Regions from separate parts of the Mus musculus genome. Here all the other regions are linked to region 3. Evidence: chromatin contacts called from public Hi-C, HiCAR-type, HiChIP or PLAC-seq and promoter capture Hi-C data. All regions are on one chromosome and are shown on one strand. The core of a region is the stretch at or near the end of the contact, and the rest is flanking DNA. Distances in the headings are between cores, read along the strand shown. Region 1 holds the start of Zfp708 (zinc finger protein 708). Region 2 holds the start of Rsl1 (regulator of sex limited protein 1). Region 3 holds the start of Fastkd3 (FAST kinase domains 3). Region 4 holds the start of Zfp429 (zinc finger protein 429). Region 5 holds the start of Ube2ql1 (ubiquitin-conjugating enzyme E2Q family-like 1). Region 6 holds the start of Uqcrb (ubiquinol-cytochrome c reductase binding protein). Region 7 holds the start of Zfp953 (zinc finger protein 953).

Region 1 (2,700 bases), core at 60-2,559, 1.5 Mb after region 3:
GGGTCATAACTTGCATGTTGAAAATTGCTTTATAGCAGGGCGCGGTGGCACATGACTTTAATCCCAACACTCGGGAGGCAGAGGCAGGCAGATTTCTGAGTTAGAAGCCAGCCTGGTCTACAAAATGAGTTCCAGGACAGCCAGGGCTACACAGAGAAACCCAGTCTCGGAAAAGAAAAAAAAAAAAAAAAAAAAAAGGAAGGAAGGAAGAGAAAAAAGAGAAAATTGCTGTTATATAGACTTCCAGCAGAAGGTGTGGTCCAGATTAAAATTGTTATCTTCCCACCTCAGGATTGGAATTAAAGGCATGTATTTCCACCTGTTGCAGTAATTCCCCAACCCTGATACCCCAATAAGTCTATGCAAAAACCACACAACTCAGTTACATTATTTACAAGCTGCACGCTTAGACTGAGCAGATTTATCACTACACTACTCTATTCCCCAGCTGTGAGATCCCACATTATTTGCTGCCTCTCAGGGCCTTGTGGTTCTGCTCCATCTTCCTCTTATCTTCTCTTCCTCAGTCTTCTTCCTCCCTCGCTCCCTACTCTTCCCTCACTTCCTAAAACCTCTAGCCCCACCTTTCCCTTCCACTGCCCAATCACAGGCTCTAGTCTTTATTTGACCAGTTAGAATGGGGAGAAGGTTCACAGGAAATCACCTGAGTATGTGATCCACTCCTCTCAGGGGCAACCCCTCTTGAGGAAGCTGAATTAACATCAGAATACAAACAGCACCAGGGCAACCCACAACATCTACCTCACAAGTCATGACTAGAAGTGGATCCACCCACTTCAAACAAACAAAAATCCCTCAAAGGTGTCCCTTGTATTTCTTCTGGATTCCATCTAATTCTAGATGTAGTCAAGTACCAAGAATAGAAATCACAGGAGAAAAGAGTTTATTTGGTTTACATAACCTGGATTGCTGTCCATTGGAAGAAGCCAAGGCTGGAATTCAAAGAGGGCAGGAACCCGGAGGCAGGAGCTGCTGATGGTTTTTATTTTAAATCTAGTATAATTGAGTCAATGAGTTTTCCTCCTGCCAAAAGACTCTAGGAACCCCAGAGCTTTTTAGGTAACGTCTTTGATCAGAGTAAGAAGTAAACCTAATACAAGTTGCCGTCAAAGGCTGGATTTATATTCCCACAAGACCTTTGTAAATTTGAGACTTAAAAAGCAGCCTAATCCAGTGACAGGCTATAAATAGTTCTCCCTGACTTTGGTTCAGGGCAGTCCTTCGCGTAGACTTCTGGGAAATGTAGTCTCTCTTAGCATGACTCCGCTAGACCGGACTCTACTCCTCTGTGCTTCCGGTTCATTTTGCTTTTGTGTTTCTCCAAACTCTGCGGCTTTCTCAAAGTTGGAACAGTGTGGCTTGCGCTCCGCGCTCGACATGGAGGTTGGTCCCGGCTGCAGCCTAGCCTTGCAGGCCTCATGAACTATACGGGTGGGCGGGCCCGGGGTGCAGGGAGCCGGGGAGGGCTGGGCGGGAGGCGGAGAGAAGCCCACGTGGTCCTGCAGTGCGGACCTAGGCTTGGCCAGAGTGCAGGGGTGGGGCGCACGCACGGTGCAAGGAGTGATTGCTCTGTTAGGACAGAGCGGCTGACAGAGTCAATCATGTGTTTCAGGGACCTGAGAGGTGGCCTGCTACTGCGAGAATGGAGACTGGAAAGTCTAGGGTTGGTAGAGCAGGGTGGCTTGGCTGACCGTGCCAGAGGCAGGCTGTGATGAGAGCTCATACCCCACCTTGGCTGGGGAAGCTTGCTGTTAACTAGTTTTCACATTGCTGTTGTCAGATCCCTCAGGAAATCTAGAGCAAGTGGGTTTTTCTGGGCCCTCCCGTATTCAATGAGAGGCCCAGGACTCTGATTTTGAGTTCGTGTGGCTCATAGTTTCCAGGACAGTGAGTTCTGCGGGGGAGTTTGGTGTATGGGATGTTCGTCCCGTTTTCTTTGTGATAAATTGTTAGTTTTCAGGGCGGCTCACTTTGGATAGGAATCACTCCTTTACCCACTGTGACAGAACCCTCACATTCACACACCTGTATGAGGAAAAAAAAAAAAATCTCATCGAGGGGGCACTCTGAACTTTGTCCCAGCTATCACTGATCCTACAACACTGCAGAGTGGAAAATACTAGAGATTATTACCACATACAATTGCACCGGAGACTGCGATGTCAGAAATTTGGTGTTGTGTGGAAAGATTGAGAGTGAAGTTGAAGAGCTGTGGCTCACTCAGGGTCCTGTGATTGTATACAGCCAATGCTCACCCTGCCCTTTGTATACAGCCGCTGCTCATCCTGACATTTGTACTGTTTTTGCCACACTTCAGTCAAATTGATTTGTGTGCTGGAGACTGACTTACAGCATTAAAATCTATACCTGAGAAGCATGGGCTTTAAACTACATCAATACCAATACTTTCTATGTATCATCTAACAATCATTAAAATATGGACATTTTCTAATTAATGTCACTAATCTGCAGGAAACTAAGAATGTGCCGTTTTACACTGTTTAAGGTGTGAAAAGTACATTTTCTTGTACCTTAAATCTCGTTTCCTACAATGTAGAGGTGATACAGCAATAAGCACAATTATATTATAGGTCACAACACATAGATGTTTGATATCTATCTATCTATCTGTCTGTCTATCTACACTTTTACTTAATATATTTCTTAAACAGATCTATG
Region 2 (2,705 bases), core at 18-2,517, 1.4 Mb after region 3:
AATACCACAGCAGCCTCGAGTTTATTTTTCACCGCCCTTTTATACCTCATATTACCATGGGAAGCAAAGTTACAAGATAACAGAAACAATGGCAGAAATATACACAATGTCCATAAACTTCCTCAACAAGTCCAAGCCCTGATAATGTCATGTTGACCGGAACCATTTGGGGCCAAGCGGACACTCTCTTTTTAAAAAATTCTCGGGGCTGGTGAAATGGCTCAGCTGTTAAGAGCACCGACTGCTCTTCCAAAGGCCCTGAGTTCAAATCCCAGCAACCACATGGTGGCTCACAACCATCTGTAATGAAATCTGATACCCTCTTCTGGAGTGTCTGAAGACAGCTACAGTGTACTTACATATAATAAATAAATAAATATTTTTTTAAAAATTCTCAACTGTAAAGTAGGGATGGAGGTCCTGTCAAGTTTAGTAAACACAGCCCTCAAGGTGAAACATGGTGTGAGCTCCTTTTGATCCCACTCTGCCTTGTAGACATTCCTGCCTGTGTGTCCACTGCATGTGTTTCTTCAACCCTAGTCCAAGATTTTCCGTGCATTCAGACAGATATGTTGGCTATGTCCCAGAATTCCCCAACACGACAGCTGTTGTAACTCGGATTTTTCCTCTCTTAATTCTTTACTGGCAGCGAAAAATGAACACAGTCAGACCTCAAGGCCATTGCTATAAGCTGGCTACAGAGTACACGGGGACCAGAAACCCTTTTACTCTAAAGACACAAAGGACTCTGGCAGCATCCAGGTGAGATGGGGGCAGCCAGGGACGCGCGCTTCCAGCAATGCAGGTCTGTGAGCTCTGGCACTCTCTCAGGAGCAGGTAGTCAGCTCATCACCATTAGTTTGCAATCTAGTCCTCCACTACCAAGCTGCTCCAGTGTACCAGAGAACCAAGGCAGACTCGGGCTGCTCTCGGTGTTCTAAAGGAAACCTTCACTCAGGACACAATCCCAAAAGGCCAGTCCCCTCACTCCAAAACTGCAGCCTCAGTGGCCCCAGCCAGTTCAGCACAGCCAGTCCTGGCAGCTGCTTCCGCCCTCCCACCCAGTCCTCAAGCGCTCCCTCCAAGACAGAGCCCAGCTCCCGGCACTGAACCCCAGGCTATGCTGCTTCCTGAACCAACCTCCTTGACACAGATCCCGCACAGAGCCCCAGGCTACGCTGCTGCCTGGACCAACCTTCTTGTCAGAGACAACTGGAATAGATAGCCGCATACGATTTCCGCCCAACCTTAAGAAAGACGCACGAGTACAGACCTGAACTCAGAAGGGGATTTCCTGGAAGGCTCCCAGTGGTCACAGTGGTGCGGACTACATCTCCCAGAAGTCTGTGCGAAGGAAATCCCAGAACCCAGGGTGGGTGAAGTCTACTGTTTGGAGAGTTTTGTGGATGGGAACACACAGTTGAAGGTGCAAGGAGGAAGCCTTATCTGCAGAAAAGCTGTGGGTAATGAGATTGGTTTTCGACCCCAGAACCACATCGGAGATGTATGGATTTGAGTCAAGCCTTTGACAGAAACTTTTGGCTTACAAGTCATTTCTAGTAGTAATTTTAATATTACTACTTCCTGGCCGGGGGGGGGGGGACGGGACGGGGGGCACGTTGACTTAGTTGTTCGTTAAATAAACAAAGCAATACACTAACCAACGTGGCAAGGAAAACTAACTTTATAAAATGTTTGAAACCAGCCTTGGCGTTCCTGACTATGCTCCTAGCTCCTCAGTGGCTTTTGACAAATGGACTTGGGATACAAAGCTGGCTTGGTGTCTGCCCCAACAAACTTGTATACTGTTGTTTGTGTTTCTACTTTTTGAATATATAGAAACAATTCCTCCAGGGCATTGCTAATATTACACATACAGAAACACATGCTGTTTGAGCAGGCCAAGGAGGTTGACTCTGAAGATAAAATTTGACATCCCCATGCCACACCCAAGCATGTGTGTATCTAACATTCCTCTAAATCTCTTGTCCTGAGTTAATGCCCCGGACTCTCAGACATTGGAAAGAAGATCAACAAGAAGCCCATGGAGGCATTGATTAAAACCAGCTAACAGGCTACCTATGTCCAACAGAGACTACTACTGTTGATCTGTTGGTAGAAAGGTGTCTGTAATAAAAGCAGGTCACACATCCAGTCATTTCCCCTACTTGTTGTATGCAGGTGAGACATAAATGCACAAGGCTTTGAGTTGTACTGTAGAAACAAGAGTGTACAGAGCACAAACATTTTAAAGTGGTATACACCCTCACCACAATAGTTGAGTAGCCTGCAACTAGGATTTCCTTCTGAGAGCCCTCAGAAATCAGTGTACATGGGGCTGCTAACAAAACAGCCAGGGGATCACATGGAGTCAAAGCCTTGTCCATTCCTTAGATCCTGTGAACTAAAGGCAGGTACTAAAAAATCAGCTGCAGTGGAGTCTACTCCACTGTGGAACACAGACCCAAAGTAGCCTCTAAGACTACATAAGCATAGACTTAAGAGTTCAATCAATGTATTTTACTTATCCATCGAAATATATAGGGTGAGCATACCAAGTGATGATAGGCAATGCACGCTTAGAAACATCGGTACAGAAGATCAAAGAACAAAGGAAAAAAATCTTGAATCCACAAAATTGTGAAAACTTATTGATAAGGTATTAAACACACAATCCCAGTGGCATGGTTTAATCTTTGAATTCT
Region 3 (2,700 bases), core at 130-2,629:
GGCCCTCCGCAGGGTGATGAACGCCATGCCATAGAATTCACAACATGTGACTTAGCATAAGAAAAACAAAAACAAAAACCATGGTCAAATGCTGAGAAAGACAACACCAACGCTACGAAACTAAGAATGAGTATCCCATGACAAAGATTAAAAAAAAAAAAGAACCTTGCAAAAATATTTTAAAAACCAAGGTTTACTTTTCCCACCGAGCCAGGAAACAAGAGAAAGCCTGGGAAGGGGGTCCCCACTCTCCTGGTCCTGATTGCCACACCCAATTGGCTGACACCCAACAGTTGCACCATAACTAGACAAGGCACCGGTAGAAGACATGCACACCCCTTTCTAGGCAGTGTCACTAGGTTTTTTTTTTTAAATGAACTATGCCTTATATCTAAACTCCTTGAGTCCTATGTGTATGTAAGGATCTCAGATTAATGTTTTACCACAACGTAATTCCTCTTCAAAGGCCATGTTCTATGGACAAAGTGAAGGGTGTGCACCAAGGCATGTCTCCTTTAATATGTTTAAAGTTGGCTGCTGATTAAATAGCCCCCCAAACCCCATAATCCTATACATAAGTTACTACTCAGGCTTTCAGGCTTACGCGTCTCTTCAGTTTTCAAAAAAGGCTATTTTTTGAGTAATCAGAACTCATTGACCTTGCTGCGCTCTGGCTCATTCTGAAATTTCTTTTCAGTGGCCCTTGAACACCTTAGTGTTGTCGGGTAGACTGAAGCATCATAGGGCTGACTTCCTGTGGCTTCACTGTGTCTGGGCGAGATGCTGGCTCCTAACCCTAACTGCGATCGCTGCCCAGCCCTTACTTTAAGTCCTGCCTATGGGCTAGGTTACTGTAATTCAGTTCGTCTGGTTGACGCTTTTCCCGCTAAGGACCCTGCAGCCCAAGGAAACCACCTCTGTGTACAGTGAAGCTGGGCGCGAAGAGGAAGAGCTGGAATTCAGATTCTACCTCCAAATCTCGACACTCACGTGATGGGGAAAGGGAACGTCAATGTTGATAATTGCGAGAGAGGAGGAGCAGCCGACAAGATTCAAACTCCGGGTATGAGCCGGGCAAAGCATGGTAATTCGCGCTGAGAAGCTGGGCTGGGGCTCACGCACAATCACAGAAAAGCAAGCGGAGCAGGGCAACGGCGGAGGCAGGCGCCGCGCGACCGGACCGGAGCCCACGGAGCACGAGTGGGGAAGCCCGGGGGTCCTAATCCCGAGACACTTACCGAGCGGCTCCAAGCCGCACCCGGGACAGGACAGACACGGAGCTTCCGAGCCCTGGGAGCGTCCGTACACGGACGCTGCCCCTTACCTGGAGAACATTCCGGCGCGTGCGCGGCACTAAGGCCACCCACCCACCCACATCCGGCGATCAGCGATTGGCCCAGGTCCGCCCGCATGTCTGTTGGCGGTCGTGCGGAGCATGCGTGCTGTGCCGCGCGCGTGCGCAGTGCTCCCGGACTGTGCCTGTCGGAGGAGAACGGGGTTCCGCGCGGGAATTCGCGCCTGGAGGTATTCGGCGGGGGACGGCGGGAGCGACGGAAGCGGTGGGGGAGCCGGGACTCGCGCCTGCGCAGTGGGGATGAGCCGCTGAGTTTTCCGGACCGCGGTGGGGTTCACGGGGAGCACTTGGGAGGCGGACCGCGGTGGGGTTCACGGGGAGCACTTGGGAGGAGTCGGCTCCGCCACCTTTCCCAAAACCTCGTGAGCTCGCACGTGTCACCCATTGGTCCTGTCGAGTCTGTGGCAGTGCTTCCCGATGAACCTTTGAAGGGTTTGTGTCCTAGCTCCCCAGCGGATAAGCCACAAGTGCTTAGAAACTAACTAGAGTTGATTCACTCAGGAAAAGATAATTTTATATAGGCCGGCTACCACTCAGCGTTAGCCACTGGATAGAATGGCGGAGTGTGGAATCCCAGAGCCCTTTATCTTCTTTTTCTCTTGGTTATCTCCGGGGTAAGGCATGAATTAGAAATACCGTCTCTGTGTAAAGTCCATGTACGCTGACTACTGATAGATGCAATGATGCCATCTTTGATGACGACCAGTGCTTTGATTAGGATCTAGCAGGAAACACGAACTCCCCAGTTTCACGTGAACATTGTACAGTTACAGTTTTGGTTTTTTAAAGATTACTTATTTATTTTATATATATGAGTATACTGTGGCTGTACTGATGGTTGTGAACCATCATGTCGTTTCTGGGACTTTGAATTCAGAACCTTTACTTGCTCCGGAGGATCCTGCTCGCTCCAGCCTAAAGGTTTATTTATTATTATATGTAAGTACACTGTAGCTGTCTTCAGAGGCACCAGAAGAGGGCGTCAGATCTCATTAGGGATGGTTGTGAGCTACCATGTGATTGCTGGGATTTGAACTCAGAACCTTGGGAAGAGCAGTCAGTGGTCTCTTAACTGCTGAGTTACAGTTTGTTTTTGTTTTTTGTTTTTGTTTTTTGTTTTTTTTTTGCTTTGTTTTTAAACGGCAGAAACAATAGCCTTTGTAAGCGACACTGTGTTTGAGCATGGCTTAGCCCCTTCACCATTCAGGCTTATGATCCTAATTCAGAGTACAAATGGGCAGAAAGGCAGATCACTCCTATAGTTAGGCACTAATGAATGACAGACACTTGCAAGACCCAACAGTAGCTAGAAATCAAGAGTGGGTTTCACGCCATCAGGGACAATT
Region 4 (2,700 bases), core at 190-2,689, 1.2 Mb after region 3:
TAATATTTTCATGGATATCTATGTTGATTCTGGTTGTTTACTGTTGGGAATAAAGAGCAATAAACATGGGGGCACAAATACACCTACATACAGCAAATTATCAGGTTCTCTGAGTATAACCACAGGATTGAATTAGTAGTGAGAGTGCAGAGACTGGTTCCATTCGGTTGAGGTCATTATGGGAATTAATCTGTAAGGTTCCAGTGTTTATTTCAGCACCCATAGTCTATGCTTCTGTACTCTTAGAGGCTACTTTGGGTCTGTGTTCCACAGTGGAGTAGACTCCACTGCAGCTGATGTTTTAGTACCTGCCTTTAGTTCACAGGATCTAAGGAATGGCCAAGGCATTGACTCCATGTGATCCCCTGGCTGTTTTGTGAGCAGTCCCATGTACACTGATTTCTGAGGGCTCTCAGAAAGAAATCCTAGTTGCAGGTGAGGGTGGATACCAATTTAAAATGTTTGTGCTCTGTATACTCTTGTTTCTACAGTACAACTCAAAGCCTTTGCATTTATGTCTCAACTACATACAACAAGTTGGAGAAATGACTGGATGTGTGACCTGCTTTTATTACAGACACCTTTCTACCAACAGATCAACAGTAGTAGTCTCTGTTGGACATAGGTAGCCTGTTAGCTGGTTTTAATCAATGCCTCCTTGGGCTGCTTGTTGATCTCCTTTCCAATGTCTGAGAGTCTGGGGCATTAACTCGGGACAAGAGATTTAGAGGAATGTTAGATAGACACTTGCTTGGGTGTGGCTTGGGAATGTCAAATTTTATCTTCAGAGTCAACCTCCTTGGCCTGCTCAAACAGCATGTGTTCCTGTATATGTAATATTAGCAATGCCCTGGAGGAATTATTTCTATATATTCGAAAAGTAGAAACACAAACAACAGTATACAAGTTTGTTGGGGCAGAAACCAAGCCAGCTTTGTACCGCAAGTCCATTTGTCAAAAGTTACTGAGGAGCTAGGAGCATAGTCAGGCACACCAAGGTTGGTTTCAAACATCCTTTTATAAAGTTACGTTTCCTTCCCACGTAGGTTAGTGTATTGCTTTGTTATTTTAACGAACTACTAAGTCAACGTTTTTTGTTTTTTTGTTTTTTTCAAGAAGTAGTAATATTAAACTTACAACTAGAAATGACTTGTAAGCCATATGTTTCTGTCAAAGGCTCGACTCATATCCGTACATCTCCGATGTGGTTCTGGGGTCCGAAACCAAATGGGGTCGCATTACCCATAGCTTTTCTGCAGAAAAGGCTTCCTCCTTCAACCTTCTACTTTGTGTTACCATCCACGTACCTCTCCAAACAGTAGAAGTCACCCACCCTGGGTTCTGGGATTTCCTTCGCACAGACTTCTGGGAGATGTAGTCCGCACCGCTGTGACCACTGGGAGCCTTCCAGGAAATCCCCTTCTGACTTCAGGTTTGTACTTGTGCCTCTTCCTCAAAGTTGGGCGGAAATCCTATGCGGCTATCTATTCCAGTTGTCTCTGACAAGAAGGTTGGTCCAGTCAGCAGCGTTGCTTGGGGCTCTGTGCGGGGTCTGTGTCAGGGAGGTTGGTTCAAGGAAGCAGCATAGACTGGGGTGGGTGCCAGAGCAGGGCTCTGTCTTGGAGGGAGCGCTTCTGGGCTGGGTGGGAGGGCGGAAGCAGCTGCCAGGACTTGCTGTGCTGAACTGGCTGGGACCGCTGAGGCTGCAGTTTTGGAGTGAGGGGACTGGCCTTTTGGGATTGTGTCCTGAGTGAAGGTTTCCTTTAGAACACCGAGAGCAGCCCGAGTCTGCCTTGGTTCTCTGGTACACTGGAGCAGCTTGGTAGTGGGGGACTAGATTGCAAACTAATGGTGATGAGCTGACTACCTGCTCCTGAGAGAGTGCCAGAGCCCACAGACCTGCATTGCTGGAAACGCGCATTCCTGGCTGCCCCCATCTCACCTGGATGCTGCCAGAGTCCTTTGTGTCTTTAGAGTAAAAGGGTTTCTGGTCCCCGTGTACTCTGTAGCCAGCTTATAGCAATGGCCTTGAGGTCTGACTGTGTTCACTTTTCTCTGCCAGTAAAGAATTAAGAGAGGAAAAATCCGAGGTACTACAGGTGTCGTTTAGGGGAATTCTGGGACACTGCCAACAGATCTGCCTGAATGCACTGAAAATCTTGGACTAGGGTTGAAGAAACGCATGGAGTGGATACACTGGCAGGAATGTCTACAAGGCAGAGTGGGATCGAGACGAGCTCACATCATGTTTCACCTTGAGGGCTGTATTTTCTAAACTTTTGAAAGGACCTCCATCCCTACTTTACAGTTGAGAGTTTTAAAAAAAGAGATAATGTCCGCTTGGCCCACAATGGTTCCGGTCAACATGACATTATCAGGGCTTGGACTTGTTGAAGAAGTTTATGAACATTGTGTATATTTCTGCCAGTGTTTCTGTTATCTTGTAGCTTTGCTGCCCATGGTAATATGAGGTATAAAAGGGCGGTGAATAATAAACTTGAGGCTGCTGTGGTATTGACCAGCAGTCCTCCCAAGTCTATTTCTTGGCTCTGCATCTTTTTTCGGCCTCTCCTGTCTTTAATCCTCACTCCACACTCAGAGACTCTTTGACACTTGGCACAACCTAGGAGTTGCTGCTTCATGATCTGTGTTGTATGTATTTTAAGCACTGTGTAGTATAGACAGGCTGGTAGGGAATGG
Region 5 (2,700 bases), core at 102-2,601, 1.2 Mb before region 3:
AGTCAAAGGATTGACAGGCTCTCTGGAGAACCACCCTCTCCCAGGTGCAATGTTGGGTGGGTGTGAACCTTCTACTCCTCATCTACACCAGCTAGCCTGGCTCCCCCATTACACATCTATCCCCAAATCTGAATCTCCAAACCCAGGTCTGTGTCTTCACAGCGACATCACCAGTTATTTTCCACAGTGAAAACTCAAAATTTGGTAAAAGATGTGAGGGGCAGAAAGGCAAGGGGCTGTCATCTAGAAGGAACGCCTGTCCTGAAGAGCTGAGCTGCTTCCCCTCCCCTCTCTTCCCCCCATCCACACACCAGCAGAGGCAGTAGGCTCTGACGCCAGTTAGGATGGCAGCGGGATAATATTCGTTGTTCTTGAGGGATTGGTTTCGCCTACGCCATTGGGCCACACGCTGCACACCGGAACCGTCACAGTTCGAGCTAATCTGAAATAGATTTTAGTTGGAATTTTCACCAGATTTTTAAGTGAGTTTCCACAGGCTGAAGGAAGAAGGAAAGGCAGGGTGGACTGTGAATCTGCAGGCGGAAGGCGGATCTCTCCCTCATTTGAGTATTGTGGAGGTCCCTCACTCAGGAGAGCAGCCCTGGGGGGCGGGGAGGGGGTGGCCAACGGGGGTTGCTGCTCGGAAAGTCCTTTCCCGCTCTTAGCACCGGTCAGCGCCAGAGAAGGCGTCTGGTGTTATTCTCCGCTGCATTTTGGAAAGCAGCCACCACGCACAGCCTGGCCATGGAAAGCCGAAACGCTGCGGCCAGCAGGCAGGGGATGGGGTGGAAGGAGCAAACCAGTGAGGGCTGAGTGGATTGGCTAAAGGTTTGCTTTTAGTCGTGACTTTGAACGGGCTGTTCTTTAAGTTTGCAGTAGATCTACCCTTTCATCCCGCTTTCCGCCCTGACTTTAAAGTCCTTACGTGTTCCTTCTGTCATTCTAGGCTCCCACCGCCCAGAAGTGTTGCGTAGAAACATTGGGCTCATACCTCTGGTTAGAAGGATTAATAAAGAGGTTGATTTCCACCTTTTCCCTCTGGTTGTCCTAAGGAGGTTAAATGGGATATAAGGCCCGGACCTCAAACACAGCATTCAGGTTTTAGGGTCCCAAAGAATGCAGTGATTCTGAGAGACCCTATTAGCACGCTCAGGCCAGCCCTCCCCTGGCTCCCCAGCGCACGCAGCTAGCACGCAGCCAGGAGAAAATGGTGCGGGCGCGTACCGCTGTCTCCCCCCAGCGGCCGTGCGTGTGTCGCCGCAGGAACCTGGCGGCGGGGGTGGCTCGGTGCAGTCAAGCCCGCGGCTCCGCCCCGCGCTCCCCCTCCCGGCCGGCAGTGCCGCCCCCTCCGCGCCGGGCTCGGCTCAGACGGAGCAGCCGCCTCTGCAATGTCAGCAGCCGCAGCGGCGGCGGCAACGAGAGCGGCAGTGGCCCGGGCCCCGCGGTAGCCGCCAGCGCAGCACGGCCCGGCAGGCGCACAGCGCGACTCCACGGCCACCTCGCTGTCTCCGGGGCACCGCGGGCGGTTGTGCGCGCCGCGGTGCAGCTCTTAGACTCGGGACCAGCGGGTCTGCGGCCGCGCACAAAGGACCACGGACACCCGGCGTCCGGGGACTGCGCCCAGGGACCGGCCAGGAACAGCAGCTGAGCCGCGTCTCCACGCCTCCCCTCCCTGGGCTACCGGAGCCCTTGCCCGAGAAGACCCGTCATATGACAGCGGCGACAAGGCGGCCAGCGAGCGCTGGTACTGCCCGCTCCGCTGCGCCACGGCCGCCGGCTCCTAAGGTGGCCCTCGCCGCGCCCCACTAAGCGGTCGTCTGCCTCCCCCCCACAAGCCCCGTGCGTCCCAGCTATCCGGCTCGGGGAACAGGAGCCCCGGCAAGCCCCTCGCCAGAGCCGAGCCTAAGATGGCCACGCTGCTCCGTAAAATCGGGCTCATTCGCCTGCACAACCGGGACACCGAGGACCCCAAGCACCACCACAACCACCGTGGCGGAGGCGGCGGCCAGCAGAGCGCATCGCTGCGCGGCAAAGGTGGTGGTAAGAGCAGCGGCCACAAGCAGCAGCAGCAACAGCAGCACCCCGGGGGCTCAGGCGACGCCAGCCCGGGGCCCGGCAAGGGCAAGAGTAAGCGCGCGGCGGAACTGGCCGCGCGCGACAAGCAGCCGCAGCCAGCCGCGGGGGCGGCGGGGGCGGCGGGCGCCGGGGGCCCCCGGGAGCGGGCGGCGGGCGCCAGGGCGGGGCCGGGCCCCGCGGTGGCCGCGGCGGCGGCGGGCGGCAGCCTAGTGCCCGCGGCGCGCCAGCAGCACTGCACACAGGTGCGCAGCCGGCGGCTCATGAAGGAGCTCCAGGACATCGCGCGCCTCAGCGACCGCTTCATCTCGGTGGAGCTGGTAAACGAGAACCTCTTCGACTGGAACGTGAAGCTGCACCAGGTGGACAAGGACTCGGTGCTGTGGCAGGACATGAAGGAGACCAACACAGAGTTCATCCTGCTCAACCTCACCTTCCCCGATAACTTCCCCTTCTCGCCGCCCTTCATGCGGGTGCTCAGCCCGCGACTGGAGAACGGCTACGTGCTGGACGGAGGCGCCATCTGCATGGAGCTGCTCACGCCGCGCGGCTGGTCCAGCGCCTACACGGTGGAGGCCGTCATGCGCCAGTTTGCTGCCAGCCTGGTCAAGGGCCAGGTAAGACGGC
Region 6 (2,700 bases), core at 74-2,573, 1.7 Mb after region 3:
ATTCAGAAAAGATAGTTGATGTCAATGAGAGGGAAACCAAGAAATAATAAATAGTATCTACCTCAAAAAAAAAAAAAAAAAAGACCACTATCGAGTCATAGTAAAACTCAACAGTAACTCCACTTTCTGTCCTTAGTTTTTTATTTTAGACTCTACCTGTTGGGGTTGAGATCTTGAAAGCACAGTCTATAGTCTTTCTGCTTGCTCCATTTTTAATACTATATGCAAATTCTAAATATATCTTAGGGGTTTTGTTGTTGTTGTTTTGTTTTAGGTAAGGTCTTGCAGACTGATGCCAGATTCACTATGTAGACAACTGTAGTCTTGAACTTGCAGGGATCCTCCTGCCTCAGACTACTGAATTCTTGGATCTTGCATGTGCCATTTACTCCTACCTTAAAGTTAATATTTTTAAAGCTTATCCAACCTAACTTTCTACTAAAATTGTTTGATAGGGATTTTTAGGTGGGGAAAGTGAAGCCTAGAAGCTGAAAGTTATCTGGGATTGGTTGTGCAGCATATGATCCTAGAAATAAGGAAGCCCGAATTTGAAACTGGATTTCTCAATTCTAGTTAACAAACAAACAAACAAACCTGGACTCTACCCAATTTCAATGCCCTTGGATAACTTATTGAACTTTTCTGAGGCTCAGCTTCCTTCTCTCTTCAATACTGATAGCACCAGTAATTACACTGATGATTTAGAATTAAATGAGAATATAGCCACACTTCTGAACCCAAAGATTGCAGACCTATAGATTGAGTCTACCACAGATCGGGAAGGGGTATATCTGTGTTAACTATAAATGTTCATTATACCTGTGTTACTTCCAAAATAGTGCAGTATAACAGTTATTTGTGTGGTGCTTACTTTATATTCTGTATTAAAGTAATCCTGAGGTGATTTAAAGAATGCAATAGTGTATACATTATATTAAAACACCGCACCATTTGACATAAAGAATTTGAGCATCAAGCGTCCTCTAGCGTCCTAGCATCCCCTCCATGCATTTTGAGATGCGGTTTGCCTGAAAATCATTTACTACATTACCTGTCTCCAAGACTCCATTTATTCCGCAAAGGTTCTTTCCTATAACAGAGCATTGAATAACACTGTCTCCTAATTTCGCAGTACTTTCCCCATTGTGTCGCGAAGAATGTTTTTTGTAACAAGGCACACAAAAAGATCAGCCTAATGTGTGGAGTCCATTCAGGTAGGAAAGAGTAAATGCCTTCTGCTGGCGGTCAGAGCAGCGCCTGCCCCTCCCTTCCCCTTCCTAAAGTATCCAGGACGCCTGCGTAGGAGCCCGGCGTGTCCTCTAGGACTTACCCAGAAGGCAGCGCTTCACTCTCAGGTCAAAATGGCGGGCCGATCTGCTGGTGAGTAATTACTCCTCCTTTGTGGGTATCGTGGAGCGGTTGTATTTTCTCACGAACTTGTTCTCCTTTTGCGTTAGCTAAATAGCTAGTTTGTGATAAGAGACGTGGCGACCCAGCAGCTCAAAGGACAGGTTTCGCTGAGCCAGGTCGGGCCTGCCTGAGGGTTAGAACAGGGACCTCTGCCGGAAGGAGCCCAGCGGGGCTGACCGGGTTCGGCCTCCTTCCCCTCCGCCTTGGGACAGCTTAGGGAGGTGAGGAGGTCAGCAGACGACAGCCACAGCGAGTAGTGGGGAGCATTTGGAGTCAGGCGCAGGCCACTTCAGTGACAGTGATCGGAGCAAACAGCGCCCGAGCCCGCATGACGCTCCTAAGACTTGTCAGAAGAATTAAAAGGAAGTAAGATAGGGTTATAGTGAGGTTTCAGGTTAACCTTGGCATATCTGGACGGTGAGCTGGGGCTGCAGGGCTGTAAGGACTTTTGTTTAATGTAGGCACTAGAACAAATTTGAGATAGAGTGCCAGAATGTTTTCACATCAAATATTACTCACCCTCTCCCCTCCTATTTTTTTTTAAAGCTTAATCTTTGCCCACTGATGGTATACGTTGGAATAGTCTTTAAAAACAATACTGATAACCTTCTCACAGTCCCTGGAAATTCTGAAGGCATTAATTTTACCCATTTGACACAATTTTAGGAAAAGTATTCTGTTTTGTTGAGTTTAATACTTACGTAAGCCAGCTTCCTTTTCTGCAACAGGCTTTTGATCTATAATGTGGCAAACAGAGTAGTGCCTGACACATTTGTTAAGTAAATATTAATCGATATTATAATCACTGCTGTGTTAACAATTTAGTTCTTATGCTTTTTTTTAATATTTTTATTTTTTGAGCCAGGGTAGCCCAAGTTAGCTGTGTATTGAAGAATGACCTTGAACCTCTGATTCTTTTTTCCTCCACCCTAAAAATGCTGGAATTGCAGGAATGAATCACTATGCATGTTTTATGTAGTGCTGGAGTTGGAGCCCAGGGCTTTGTGGTGTATGTTAGGCAAGCAATATACCAACTGAGCATTAGCCCTTGACAATTTAAATTTCTCTTAGAAACAATTTTATGCATGACTTCTAATTTAAAGGTTGGAGGAAGCCATGTAGTAATCTGTACTGAGGATTAGGAAATTAGAAGGAGATAATAAGAAGGGAGCCTCTTTTTCCTTCTATGGTAAGAAAGTAGCCTTAACGCTTAGGGACTGAGAATATAGCTCAGTTGGTAAAAAGTTTGCCTTGCAATGTAAATACTGGCCTGATTTCGGTTCTCAGAAC
Region 7 (2,700 bases), core at 20-2,519, 1.2 Mb after region 3:
ATTTAGCATAACAAAACATAGCAACACACCGAACCTCAACACATACACATATTAGAAAACTTGCTATGCTCAGAAATTCTGTCCTTGTGGTTGCTGACAATGCCTTCCACTGCAATATTCAGGAGGAGGACAGACCACTCATGACCTCATTCTAAACAGACATGCCAATCAAGTGTCCAGGTGAATGTACTGCTTCTTGACTCTAGTTTCTCTAAATCGAGGAAGGTGTTCTGCATCCATAGGTAAACACACTCCCTGACAAAGAACTCAATAGGGACTCTGCACAGTCTTTGCTCTGAAACAGCTTCCTTTTGAATCATAATATATCAGGGAAGTATGAAGCCTTTTCTGCAATGGGGTTTGTAACTTTGACTCAAGCTTGAACTTCACAGGAATAAACCTTCCCAAGAAGAGATGGGAATTCTCAATATTGTATGTTTCCAGTGTAACTTCTTTAATATACCGACCTCATTTGGCAATGCTATGAACATATTTCTGATACCTTTGTATTCAAGAAGGAATTATCTCGGTGTTCTGCTTCGGAGAAATAACGGAAGTTCAAGGCGGATACCACTGATGTTCAAATATTGCCAAATATGAACGATGACAGGCTCACATGAGAGACGGAGAATTCAATACGGAACATCAAACCTAACACAGGCAGAAATCCTATAATACAAAATGGACCAAGAGTTAGGACATACACCACTGCGATCCCAGGAGCTCTGCTCCTCCTCTTGGGAGAGATGCAGAGGAAAGCAAGTGCTCAGAAAATACCTGATGGTTGCTGGCTTTGAATTCTAAGTCTTTTGTCTTAAGCACCTGATATGCTGCGTAGCAGGCAGGGTCACCAAGGATGGTTTCAAGAGCACCTTAAATTAGCTCTTGCTTCCATATTTTTAAGTAAAGCAAGTCATGAAAGTGCGAGTTTTCCATGTGGTAGTAAGATAGTTTAAAATCACGGTGTTCTAGCAGAAATAACTAAGAAACCTGATAAACATCACTGTGAAAGGGTCGACTCACAGGCTAACATTGCGTGCTGGGACCACAGAACTTTAAATGAATCCAAATGCCCTGTGACTGCCCAAGTGCAGAAGACTGTTTCTTCCCAACTTCAAGGAATCACAGTCAGGATACCAGCAGGTGAACAACCCAGTTCTGTGGGTTCATGGAAGTTCTTCGCACTGATTTGTGGGAAATGTAGTCCGGATGCCTGTGACGTCATCAGAAGGCTGGCCGTTGCTATCAAACTTCCGCATTTGATTTTCAAACTTAACTTCTCCCCAGAGTTAGGCGTCTGTCCTGTTGAAACCTTCGTTTGGATCTCTGACATGGAGGTTGGTGCAGGGAACACCGCAACCTTGCAGATCTGAGGGACTGTGCAGGGTGGCGTATCGGGCACGGAAGGAGCTTATCTGGGCTTGTTATGAGACAGGGCAAGCTGCTGACCTGGAGATGTTGTGCTGACCTAGGCTAGGGAAGAAAGTTGGAAACAACAGGATGGCAAGGGCAGGCTGGGTCTGCTGACTGCTTATTTCTGAGATGCTGAAAGGAGCGCACTCATCTTTACTGGGGAAATATGCTCTGCCTAGCTGACCCGTTCTCACGTGGCTGTAGTCAGATTCTCAGGAGATTTAGAACACTTGGACATCTAGCGCCTCCTATACTCTGTGTTCTATCTAGTACTGGAGTTTGACTTCACAAATCTTCCTAAAGTTCCTAGTGCCAGGGACAAAGAGTCCCGTGAGGGTGATTGTTGTGTGGAATGTTAGTTCCTTTTCCTTTGGAATAAAGTGTTAGATTTATGGATGCCTCGGGTTGAATAAGAACTCAGGATGTATAATCCTGTACCTGAATCACCACAATACATGGCTGTATAGCCACAGAGTAGTCCTGTAATTGATATGAACCAGTGTTTGCACAATCCAAATAATTATGAATTTTGCCCTTCTGCTAAAAAAAAAAAACACTAGACAATAATACTCAACAATTCTTAGTATGTGTTCTGTCCAAAATTTGGACTCCTTCTCAGATATGAGAGATGACTTGGTGAGATGAGAGAAATGGAACTCATGATCTCTGGAAGGGACTGGAATGTCTCTGAAAGAGAAAGGAGATGGCCCTCCTCTGGTCACATGATTTTCTTCTGTCTGTTCACATTATCAGAAATATCTAAATTCTCTTAAATGCACTCTGTCCCTGTATCTGGCACCCAGCTTTACTGCTGCTCACTGGACATTTCTAGAATGATTTCCTCATGTTTTCCTGTGGTTGTAAGAAAAATTCAGAAAGCTCTGGCACACTTGGGGTCTTATAATTTTCACATAGGTTCCTGTCCATGCAAAATGCAGTTCTCCTCTTAAAGGGTTAAGAGACAGTTTAGTCAGCCTTTTGAGTGGCCATTATCTGAGAATACAGACTTAGGTTAATCCAAATTCTGTGCTTCAACACAAGGCAGTTTCATGGTTTTACAGAACAGAGAATGTCATTAACCAAGGAAAATTTAAAATACATTGGTGTGTGTCTCATAGAGTCATCGGAGATATTCTATTTACCTAAGATACCATCTGATGAGGTTTTAGCTTTTGGACTGATAGAATTTCATGTTCTGCCTTGTCAGTGGATTCTGAGAGGTTTTTTATCTATTGTCACAAGCTGTGTGGTCCACTATAGAGTGAGGTAATGACTGTCCCTGAAGAG

What was found. Hi-C and Micro-C count contacts between places; a contact is called where the count stands out from the background. HiCAR-type assays count read pairs that join an accessible place to other places. HiChIP or PLAC-seq counts read pairs in DNA pulled down with a chosen protein or histone mark. Capture Hi-C pulls out chosen DNA fragments and counts their contacts.
Region 1: a promoter capture Hi-C map of liver shows a contact between it and region 3, with 5 times the contacts expected there. The contact joins the promoter of Zfp708 here to the promoter of Fastkd3 in region 3. A contact is called at or near these places in 1 of 39 promoter capture datasets (pre-B cells), 1 of 484 Hi-C or Micro-C datasets (B cells), 3 of 115 datasets of contacts at active chromatin or transcription factors (epiblast stem cells, large pre-B cells and stem cell-derived neural progenitor cells) and 2 of 9 other capture datasets (adipose tissue and liver).
Region 2: a Hi-C map of B cells shows a contact between it and region 3, with 6 read pairs. The contact joins the promoter of Rsl1 here to the promoter of Fastkd3 in region 3. A contact is called at or near these places in 1 of 39 promoter capture datasets (pre-B cells), 3 of 484 Hi-C or Micro-C datasets (B cells, CD4 T cells and CD8 T cells) and 1 of 115 datasets of contacts at active chromatin or transcription factors (pancreatic cancer cells).
Region 4: a contact with region 3 is called in a Hi-C map of B cells, with 9 read pairs. The contact joins the promoter of Zfp429 here to the promoter of Fastkd3 in region 3. A contact is called at or near these places in 2 of 39 promoter capture datasets (the C10 cell line and embryonic stem cells), 1 of 484 Hi-C or Micro-C datasets (B cells) and 2 of 115 datasets of contacts at active chromatin or transcription factors (astrocytes and embryonic stem cells).
Region 5: a HiCAR-type map of astrocytes shows a contact between it and region 3, with 2.7 times the contacts expected there. The contact joins the promoter of Ube2ql1 here to the promoter of Fastkd3 in region 3. A contact is called at or near these places in 1 of 39 promoter capture datasets (liver), 1 of 115 datasets of contacts at active chromatin or transcription factors (astrocytes) and 1 of 9 other capture datasets (adipose tissue).
Region 6: an H3K27ac HiChIP or PLAC-seq map of thymic regulatory T cells shows a contact between it and region 3, with 12 times the contacts expected there. The contact joins the promoter of Uqcrb here to the promoter of Fastkd3 in region 3. A contact is called at or near these places in 11 of 39 promoter capture datasets (the 3T3-L1 cell line, the C10 cell line, the HPC-7 cell line and 7 more), 2 of 484 Hi-C or Micro-C datasets (CD8 T cells and LSK cells), 4 of 115 datasets of contacts at active chromatin or transcription factors (astrocytes, cardiomyocytes, large pre-B cells and 1 more) and 2 of 9 other capture datasets (adipose tissue and liver).
Region 7: a promoter capture Hi-C map of adipose tissue shows a contact between it and region 3, with 4 times the contacts expected there. The contact joins the promoter of Zfp953 here to the promoter of Fastkd3 in region 3. A contact is called at or near these places in 2 of 39 promoter capture datasets (pre-B cells and second pharyngeal arch cranial neural crest), 3 of 115 datasets of contacts at active chromatin or transcription factors (astrocytes, embryonic brain and large pre-B cells) and 1 of 9 other capture datasets (adipose tissue).

What each region holds. Positions count from the first base shown.
Region 1 is chr13:67,080,154-67,082,853 of GRCm38.p6, reverse strand. Zfp708 (zinc finger protein 708) reads left to right here and starts at 1,309. Exons shown (of 4, transcript NM_001012448.2): 1 at 1,309-1,404. The coding sequence starts at 1,399.
Region 2 is chr13:67,171,744-67,174,448 of GRCm38.p6, reverse strand. It overlaps Rsl1 (regulator of sex limited protein 1), which reads right to left and starts at 1,267. Exons shown (of 4, transcript NM_001013769.1): 1 at 1,196-1,267. The coding sequence starts at 1,231.
Region 3 is chr13:68,580,889-68,583,588 of GRCm38.p6, reverse strand. It overlaps Fastkd3 (FAST kinase domains 3), which reads right to left and starts at 1,379. Exons shown (of 7, transcript NM_027123.5): 1 at 1,239-1,379; 2 at 1-50. The coding sequence starts at 27. It overlaps Mtrr (5-methyltetrahydrofolate-homocysteine methyltransferase reductase), which reads left to right and starts at 1,420. Exons shown (of 15, transcript NM_172480.3): 1 at 1,420-1,524.
Region 4 is chr13:67,398,506-67,401,205 of GRCm38.p6, reverse strand. It overlaps Zfp429 (zinc finger protein 429), which reads left to right and starts at 1,439. Exons shown (of 4, transcript NM_001080941.1): 1 at 1,439-1,510. The coding sequence starts at 1,475.
Region 5 is chr13:69,738,548-69,741,247 of GRCm38.p6, reverse strand. It overlaps Ube2ql1 (ubiquitin-conjugating enzyme E2Q family-like 1), which reads left to right and starts at 1,351. Exons shown (of 2, transcript NM_001145162.1): 1 at 1,351-2,690. The coding sequence starts at 1,908.
Region 6 is chr13:66,903,973-66,906,672 of GRCm38.p6, reverse strand. Uqcrb (ubiquinol-cytochrome c reductase binding protein) reads left to right here and starts at 1,323. Exons shown (of 4, transcript NM_026219.2): 1 at 1,323-1,380. The coding sequence starts at 1,362. It overlaps Gm10767 (predicted gene 10767), which reads right to left and starts at 1,258. Exons shown (of 3, transcript NM_001177750.1): 1 at 1,052-1,258. It also overlaps a transcript of Mterf3 not described here.
Region 7 is chr13:67,359,141-67,361,840 of GRCm38.p6, reverse strand. Zfp953 (zinc finger protein 953) reads left to right here and starts at 1,269. Exons shown (of 4, transcript NM_001038651.3): 1 at 1,269-1,337. The coding sequence starts at 1,332. It overlaps Gm17039 (predicted gene 17039), which reads right to left and starts at 1,176. Exons shown (of 2, transcript NR_167764.1): 1 at 778-1,176; 2 at 1-669.